Linked DNA regions of Sus scrofa: region 2 is linked to region 1. The links are chromatin contacts, called in public targeted proximity ligation maps. All regions are on one chromosome and are shown on one strand. The core of a region is the stretch at or near the end of the contact, and the rest is flanking DNA. Distances in the headings are between cores, read along the strand shown. Region 1 has its middle 8.8 kb from the start of ODC1. Region 2 has its middle 20 kb from the start of RRM2.

Region 1 (4,502 bases), core at 1,217-3,716:
TGTTTGCGAAAAGCATTTATTCAGACCTTGAAATTCCAGACTCTTACTTTTTTTCTTTTCTTTTTTTTTATTTGGCTGCACCCACAGCATACACAAGTTCCGAGGCCAGGGATCAAACCCACACCTCTGCAGCAAACTGAGCTGCTGCAATCAGCTCAGATTCTTCTTTTTTTGTTTGTTTGTTTGCTGTTTGGGGCCGCACCCACGGCATATGGACATTCCCAGGCTAGGGGTCGAATCAGAGCTGCAGCTGCCGGCCTCCACCACAGCCACAGCAACGCAGGATCCTTAACCCACTGAGCAGGGCCAGGGATCAAACCCACATCCTCCTGGGTACTAGTCAGGCCCATAACCCACTGAGCCACAACGGGGACTCCCTGCAATCAGCTTCTTAACCCATTGCACCACAGCAGGGATGCCAGAACCCTTACATTTTTTTAAGGAAGCCTCATCTAACTGATTTGCTGGGGGATCTTTCAAGAGTTTTGCTTCATCTCAATACCCACCCTTTCCCCTCTTCCGGGAAGGGGGTGCCTGCTTCGCCCCGACCCCCTCCAGTGCTCAAGCCCCAGAAAAGCAGGCAGACTGGAGACCCGCTGTCCCCAGGGACTGTGCCACGCAAGGGCTGTGAGAGGAAGTGGCCCAGCGGGACAAGGCCAGCATAGGAACACCAGCGGGACAGACCTCTGAGGAAGGGAGAGGAGGCTTTTCCAGAGAGGGGAGTAAGCAGGTCCCAGGTGTCTCACTTACTGGAGACAGAGCGATGGAGACAGTGGAGCGACAGTTGAGTTTGTTGGCTAGGCTGACATAACAAAGGACCACAGCCTGGGGGCCAGAGCACCAGAAACGTATTCTCTCCCAGCTCTGCAGGCTGCAAACCCAAGCTCAGGCAGGGTTCATTGCTTCCGAAGGCTGCGAGGGCCCCATCTCTTCCAGCCCCCAGCCCCCTCCCCCCCACACCCCGCCAGCTTCCAGGGCTTTCTGGCCATCTTTGGCCTTCCTTGACATGGAGAAGCCTTACCTTGATCTTGGCCTCATGGCCCCATGGCTTCCCCCTGTGCCTTTACATCTCTCTGTGCTTGTCTCTCTGCACCCAAATTTCCCCCTTTTACACGTCATATTGGGAGTTCCCTGGTGTGCAGTGGGTTAAGGGTCAGGCATCGTCACTGCAGCGGGCCAGGTCGCTGCTGTGGTGGGGGTTTGATCCCTGGCCTGAGAACTTTCACATGCCTTGGCAGAGACCCCCCCCACAAAAAAAAGCACCCGGCAACAACAAAGTCAGATTGGATTATGGCCCGTTCTAATGCCATCCTAATGATTTCATTGAACGCAACAACGCCTATTAAAAAAAACCCCTATCTCCAAATGAGAGCACGTTCTGAGGGGCTTAGGACGTTAAGGTATGTATGGGGGCGGGGGGTGGGGTGACACCAATTTAACCCGTAACAGACAGCGTCTTCCAAGTAACCACGCTAGCGGCATAGGAGGTCTGAGCCCATCTCCAGGGCTGGCGGGGCATCGTGATCAGCTTAAGTCAACCACAGAGGTGCTACTCTCTTTCTCGGGATGGAGGAGGCCAGAGCATGCGGTCCGTTCCACCCACCAGACGGGAAGGGAAGTCCGCTGGGGAAAAGGATTTGTTGGGTAAAGAGAGACATAGGGGAAGGGAGGCCCTTTCTCTCCTGCTGGGTCCTCTGCCTTGTCTGCTCCTGATGCCCAGAACCGGGGCCGTCTTAGAACCACAAGGGCAGCTGGGTCTCCACTCTGCCCACGGAAGTGAGACAGATGGGAAGACCCGGGTCTCCGGCGCTCTCGAGGCTCTGTGTGAATGACACCGGAGCCTCCCTTCCCTGAGACTTGTGGTTATGTGAGATGATTAATTTCCCCTGCTGCTTACGCCAGCGAGTAATGTAACACTTACTTGCTTACCAGGCTCTTCGTAGGAAGTGTCCTCCTGGGGAGGCAGGAAGATTCGAACCATGCCCATCCCTGGCTTGTTTGATCCCAGACCCATTCCCTACCCCCCCCCCGCCCCCCAGGTCCTGCTCTTTTCTTGAGGGGAGTGGAGATGGGGGCTGACCCAGGAAACACGCGTGCTGGCTCTCTGGCCAACAGCTTCCAATCCAGAGGCCCTGGTGGGAACAGAAGCCTCCTCTCCCTCCTGACTCTCCCCAGGACTGGCTGCTTCCCCTGGGTTCCAGCCCCTCTGGTCAGCGCCTCCCTCAGTGGTTCCAGTCCCCGCCGGACAGCCCCCACGGGGCAGGTGGCCCGGGCTCCTGCTGATCTGGCCCTGTGGTGGGCGGGGCACCCTGCATCGCTTCGATATGCTCTTATCGCCGAGATGGGTTCCCACCTCGTGCCATTCCCCCTTCTGAACAGTCTTGCCTGCTCTGGCCTGAGCGATACAGGGCATGGCGTGCCAGAGTAGAAGGTTCTGTACTCAGGGCAGGGAGGGGACTCCTCGCCCCTTGAGCTCGCCAGGTCCCGTTGTCTGCAAGGATTTGGGTGGGCAGGTGGGAAGCACAGGATGAGGCCAGAGTCAGATTGTCTGCTGGATGGAGGACTAGCCCCTGGGGGCCGGGCGCTGCCCCCAGAATGAGCCCTCTGTCCTCTCCCCGAGGGAGGCTGGGCCCATGGCCAGCTGCCTCTCTGTGTCCCCTGGTCTTGATCTTGTCCTGCGTGTCCTGGGCCCCTCCCCAACTCTCCCTGGTCCAGCCTTTCCAAGCCCAGACCTCTCCACGAGCTGTTTCTAATACCCAGAGCAGAGTTCCTGCCTTTGCCCTGGGGCCCCACAGTGGCACCCTGTGTGACCGCCGCCCCAGTGACCAGAACACTCGGACACAAGCCTGGGGACAGCAGCCCTCTCTGACGATAAGCTCTCGCAGGCCGGGGCCTCCTCCGTGCATCTCCAAAGTGGCTGGAGGGGCCCTGGCCCGGCACGAGGGCTCCCGGCTGTCCGACGGGAGGCAACAAGCATCCCCTTCAGACCCTCCTGCAGCCTCTCCTCCGGAGCTCTGCAGCCAGGGCCCCCCGTGGCTCAGTCCGGCGAGATGCCAGAGGCTATTCGGATGGTCTCGGTTCTGACTTGGCAGCAAAGGGACGCTTAGGCCGAGTACACGCCTTCCAGGAGGCCCAGGTTGTGCAAGGGCCCTTCGCACGCTGCTCCCGCCGCAGGAGGAAGAAGCCTTGCGGGCTCTGGGGATTCCCAGAGGTGGGGCCCCACTGGGGTGGGGCTCGGGCAGAAACGGGGCCGAGGCAAAAGCCAGCAGAGGTGCTGCGGCATGTTGGGTCAGACGCCGTCACCAGGAGCTTAAGAGAAAATAAAACAAAGAGACGGTTTTCTTGGAGCGCTGGGAGAAGGTCAGGGTCCTTCCCCATCAGTTCCCCGCAGGCCCCCAGGAGCCCAGCCCACAGAAGCTCCAGAGGGGGCTCGTCCCTTGCCCCACACACCACCAGCATGTTGGAGACACTCAACATCAACACATATTGAACGAATGAATAAATGACCAAAGGAAAATATTCCAAACCTTTTGTTTTTGTTTTTGCTTTTTTGTCTTTTTAGGGCCACACTCGTGGCATATGCAGGTTCCCAGGCTAGAGCTTGAATCAGAGCTACAGCTGCCGGCCTCCACCACAGCCACAGCAATGCCAGATCCAAGCTGCATCTGCCACCTGCGACCTACACCATAGCTCACAGCAACGCTGGCTCCTTAACGCACTGATCGAGGCCAAGGACCGAACTCGCATGCTCATGGATACTGATCAGGTTCTTAATCTGTTGAACCACAACGGGAACTCCTATTCTGAATCTTTATCCTCCTAATTTTAGATAGGACACGGGAAGAAATTCCCATGAGTTCATCTGTCATGTAGCAAATACAAATCACAGGTCTCTGGAGTTCCCTCATGGCACAGTGGGTAAGGACCAGCATTGTCTCCAAAGCAGCTTGGGTCAGGACTGTGGCATGGGTTTGATACCTGGCCTGGGAACTTCTACATGCCGTGGGCGCTGCCAAAAATATATATATATATATATATATATATATTTCTCAGGACGGCCCTAGTTTCAATTTAACAATATTGAGTGACCAGGTACCAGGGCAGACACTGGATGTGTGATGATAAGTAAATCTGGGTTCTGATTTTAAAGGGAGGGGGAGGGGAGAAGAGAGGAGAGGGGAGACCCAAGGTGCCCCGACTACCATGTGTGATCTGTGCTGTGATGTCAGGAGGGCAGGGCCTGCCGCACAAAGACGCTTAGGGGGACTGGAGTGGCAGGAGATGAGGCTGGGAAGGTAAGCCGGGCAGGCTGCGGAGGGTCCTGGGTGCGGGGCTGAGGCATCTGAACTTCACCCTGTGGACCAAGGGCCACCAGCGAAGAGTTGTAAATATTTTTATTTATTTTTTTATTTTTTGTCTTTTCTAGGGCTGCTCCTGTGGCATGTGGCGGTTCCCAGGCTAGGGGTCCAATCGGAGCTACAGCTGCCAACCTACGTGAGAGC
Region 2 (4,502 bases), core at 1,235-3,734, 270 kb after region 1:
TGTGACAGCAGCCTCCGGCAGCCTCCTGCCCACTGTCGCCCTCTCTCCCATCCAGTGCTGTTCATGCTGCGGATCAAAAGCATTCCCGGAGACAGGAAATCAATGGGGAGGGTGGCAAACAGCATTTTCAGGAAAACAAATGAGAGAGCAGGGACTGGAAGGTGCTGGAAAGCATCCGGCGTGGGACAAGCGACGGCTGTTTCAGGACACACAGGCCGCGGTGGCCACCAGGCCCTGTGCCGGGAACGGAAGACCAAAAGATGCCGCTCCCGCCCAGGACCTTCGAGCTTCCAGAAGGCACACCTGATCGGGTCGCTCCCCAGCTAGACCTCAGCGGCTTTGGGGACAGAATTCACATCCCTCCGGGGTGGGGGGGCACAGAAAGCCCCTGGAAACCTGTCCCCTGTCCCTCTCATCCCACCCCCACCCCTGCTAGATGGCAGGGGGGTCCGGACCGCCCTGCCCCCTTGGCACTCAGTTTATGGCCAGGACTCAAGGGCAGGACCCCGTAAGTGACGTGTGACGTCACAGGCCATCTCCTAGGGGGGTCCACACCACCTGCTGACCCCTTCTCGGCTAAGCCAACTTCCTGGATTCTACAGAAGCAAAGATATATTTCTGGAAGCCTTCCATCCAAAAGGAAGTAGAAGCCCCACAATTGCTCTGTAGCTTGGCTATTAAAAATAGGAATTGCACCCACACGCAGGAAGAGTTTGTTGTGGACCACGGAAGGGCCAGAGTCACAAGGTCACCTGTGTGTTTGGGGAGAGGAAGCTGCTGGGCTCATGAGCTGACTGTTGCGGAGGCAGGCAGCTGTCGGCAGCTGGAGCCACAGCCCCAAGGCCCAGAAACCCCCAGAACCACAGGGATGCCACACGCTGCCCTGCCAACGGCTTCATAAAACCCAGTTCCCGCCACATCATGTGAGCATTTGGACAAGCACAGGTTCCAAAGAAAATTGCAAAAGAAATCAATTGTGCATTAACGAGCAGAGGGGAGACCTCGGCACCGACCTGGGAAGAACCCAAGATCTCTGGCGCCAGCTGGCCAGCTGGCCCGGCCCTGAGCTTGGCGACACTTGTGGAAGGAAGCCCGCCTCCGTTCGGGTGTCTGGCTCTGAAGGCCTGAAGCTCCGGTCACAGGACAGTCTCCAGGAGGCCCTGTGAGCAAGCAGAGCCTCTGCAGCCACAGGTTAGAGGGGAGGGGGGGGGGAGGAAGTGGCCACCCCCTCGGGGCGGTCAGGGCCTCCACAGCATTATCCACCGTCATTAATCCCCAGCCCTGTGACCCCCTGCTCCTGTGTCAGAGACAGAGGCCTCCCCCAGGCCATTCCCTCCCTCACTCATTCAATTAACACTGGAAAGAATCCAGGAGCTCCTGCAGTGGCTCAGCAGGTTAAGATTCTGACTAGTATTCATGAGGATACAGGTTCGATCCCTGGCCTGGCTCAAGGGGTTAAGGATCCAGTGTTGCCGTGAGCTGTGGTGTAGGTCGCAGACGAGGCTCAGATCTGGTGTTGCTGTGGCTGTGGTGCAGGCCGGCAGCTGTCGTTCCAATTCAACCCCTAGCCTGGGAATCTCCACATGCCTCAGGTGTGGCCCTAAAAAGACAAACGAGCAAAAAAAAAAAAAAAAAAAAAATTTCCGGAGGATACAGGTTTGATCCCTGGCCTGGCTCAGGGGATTAAGGATCCGGCATTGCCGGGAGCTGTGGTGTAAGCCGGCAGCTGCAGCTCTGATTCCATCCCAGCCTGAGAACTTCCAGATGCCGCAGGTGTGGCCCTAAAAAGAAAAAAAGAAACAAACAAACAAAACCCAAGCATTTGAAAGAATCCAGACTGCCAGGCCTGTGCCAGATGCTAGCTGATGATAACAAGGGGACAATTAGACCCCATTCCTGCCCTCAGGGGACTCACTGCCCCTGGCGGGGGAGCTGGGGAGGTCAGAGGAGGGAAGACCTCTTTTGGGGGCAGGGGCCGGGGTGTGGGGGGGTGCAGCGAGGGAGAGGGGAGGGGAGGAGGCTCCCTCTTCTGGCCACACGAGGGATAGCAGGCCTTCCTGCCTCCCTGCACCCAGGGCCTGGATTTATGACCTAGAGAGGCCGGGGTAGGGGGGAGGTGCCCGTCACCGGAAACAGAAAATGGCAAGCGTCTTAGGGGTGCAGTTTGGCTAGTGTTGGTGGGAGTCCCCATGGAGAGGTCTCTGAAGTCCGGAGAGGGCTGCGATTCCAGACAAGTGTGCAGAGGCCCCAGGGAGCAACGCTGCAGGAGGAGGTAGGGGGCCAGGGGGAGGCGAAGGGGACTGAGAAGAAGCCTCCAGAGCAGCAGGTGTGGGTTCACAGAGCCAAGGGGACACTGGTGAGAACCGAAGGGGCCACAAGGGGGCAGCACAACAGACGCGAAGGTTCAGTGCAAGACTCCGGAACCAGGCTGCCCCAGGCTCACGTACCAGCAGCTCTTCCTCTTATTGGCTGTGTGACCTTGAGCAGGTCAGTTAACCTCTCTGTGCCTTCAGTTCCTCCCTGTAAAGGGATTGCGAGCAGTGAATGAGTCAGCCTATGAAAAGCGCTTAGGGATTTCCCTGGTGGCTCAGCAGATGAAGGATTGTCACGGCTATGGCTCTGGTCACTGGGAACTTCCACATGCTGTGGGAGCAGCCAAGGAAAAAAAAAAAAAGGAAGGCTGATTCCAAACTTCCCAGGCATCTTCTCCCCCTAGAACAAAAGCCAAGCTCTCTGCCTGGGCCTACGAGACCCCAGGAGAACCCCACGCACAGACAAACGCCGCAGAGCTGCCCCTGTCTCCTGCCCAGACTCTGACCACATGAAAACAAGAGGTTCCTGCCACAGGGCCTTTGCACTTGCACTTCCCTTGCTGGAAACGGCCTTGCCTCCGCCCATGATGTGGTCTGTGCCCACTTTCTGCTCCAGTTCCTCAGATAGCCCTTTGCTGACCACCCACAGGAAAGAGCGGGTGCCCCCCGCCCCCCGTTCTGTTTCCTCCGGAGCACCTGACTTACTGCACATCAGGCTGGTTTGCAGTCTCCGCAAGGGCCTGGGCTCATCTGCTTTGTGCTTCCTTGTCTCGCCAGCACCTGGAGCAGAGAGGGTACAGAGTAGGGCTGACTCAGTGGCCTCCCAGCCCGCACCTCACCCTCCTCCCCACGGCTCTGTGTGCTCACCTGTGCCCCCAGCTTCTGACCCCTGACCCCGGAACAGCTCCCCCACTCCCTCTCCTGCTCCTTCCTTCCCAAGAGCAGCCAGCAAGGGAGTTCTTCCCCTGCTCCCGCTCCCTCCCTCCCTGGAGCCAGTCACCAGACAGCAGGCACCAGGCTCCCTCCATTCAACCACGTCACAAGTGGTTATCCTCTGGCTGCCTCTGCTGGTAGCCACGGGGAGGCAGAGGAGACCAGGCCTGCCTAGGAGGGGCTGACAGTCGTCCTGGGGAGCCAGCACGAAGGGACATCATCCTAATACAGCCAAGACACGTGTCACTGAGCATGGCTGGGTGGCACTAGCTCCCTGAAGCCCTGGGGACACAGTGGGGGTGGAGAGGCAGAGGGCCCGACATGCCACCTGACTTCTGAGCTCTGCCACCTGCAGACTTGTTTTTTTGTTTTTTCTGTTTTCTTTTTACAGCTGCACCTGCAGCATAGGGAAGTTCCCAGGCTAGGGGTCGAATTGGAGCTGCAGCTGCTGGCCTACACCACAGCTCACGGTGACGCCGGATCCTTACCCCACTGAACAAGGCCAGGGTTCAAATCCGCAATCCTCATAGTTACTAGTCAGGTTCTTAACCTGCTGAGCCACAACGGGAACTCCTGCCACGTGCAGACTTAACCCCTCTGAGCCTGGCCCATACACAGCGGAGCAGGACGTAGCTGAGCTCAGTCCTCAGAACTGAAAGCAGCTTCAAAACTGTCCCCTGGCCAGCCCTCAAGACAGAAGCAACTGGATCCCGACTCTCTGCTAGATCGCAAGCCTTCTGAGCCACCCGCGGAGGCCACTGCAGAGGAGTGGGCGCACACCTGTCACCAGCGCGGCCCAGCAAATGGTTTGACGTCTGCCGGACGCAGCCCCGGCTCCTCCACCTCCACCGCCCTGCACTTCCGGCCATAACTCCAGGCCCGGGGCCCGTTCCTCTGTCTTGAAGTCCTCCAGGGGCCAGAACAGCCATCAGCCAGGTAGGTACCTGCCCTTAGCTGCTGAAATTGCCCTTCAATATTTATTAAAGAAAAGTCAAAACAGAAAAACAGAATAGGAAGAAAAATTGGGAGTTTCCCTTGTGGCTCAGCAGTAACGAACCTGACTGGTATCCATGAGGATGCGGGTTCGATCCCTAGCCTTGCTCAGTGGGTTAAGGGTCCGGCATTGCCCTGAGCTGCAGTGTAGGTCGCAGACGCTCGGATCCCAGGTTGCCGTAGGCCGGCAGCTGGGGCTCCAGTTCCAACTCCTAGCCTGGGAACTTTCATGTGCTGCAGGTTTGGCCCGAAGAAGAAAAAAAA

What was found.
Region 2: a contact with region 1 is called in a targeted proximity ligation map of alveolar macrophages. A contact is called at or near these places in 2 of 47 Hi-C or Micro-C datasets (blood and skeletal muscle) and 2 of 2 datasets of targeted methods (alveolar macrophages and skeletal muscle).

Annotation. Positions count from the first base shown.
Region 1 is chr3:126,078,710-126,083,211 of Sscrofa11.1, forward strand. No RefSeq gene overlaps it. Among named protein-coding and RNA genes, the nearest start is that of ODC1, 8.8 kb to the right of the region's middle.
Region 2 is chr3:126,344,802-126,349,303 of Sscrofa11.1, forward strand. No RefSeq gene overlaps it. Among named protein-coding and RNA genes, the nearest start is that of RRM2, 20 kb to the right of the region's middle.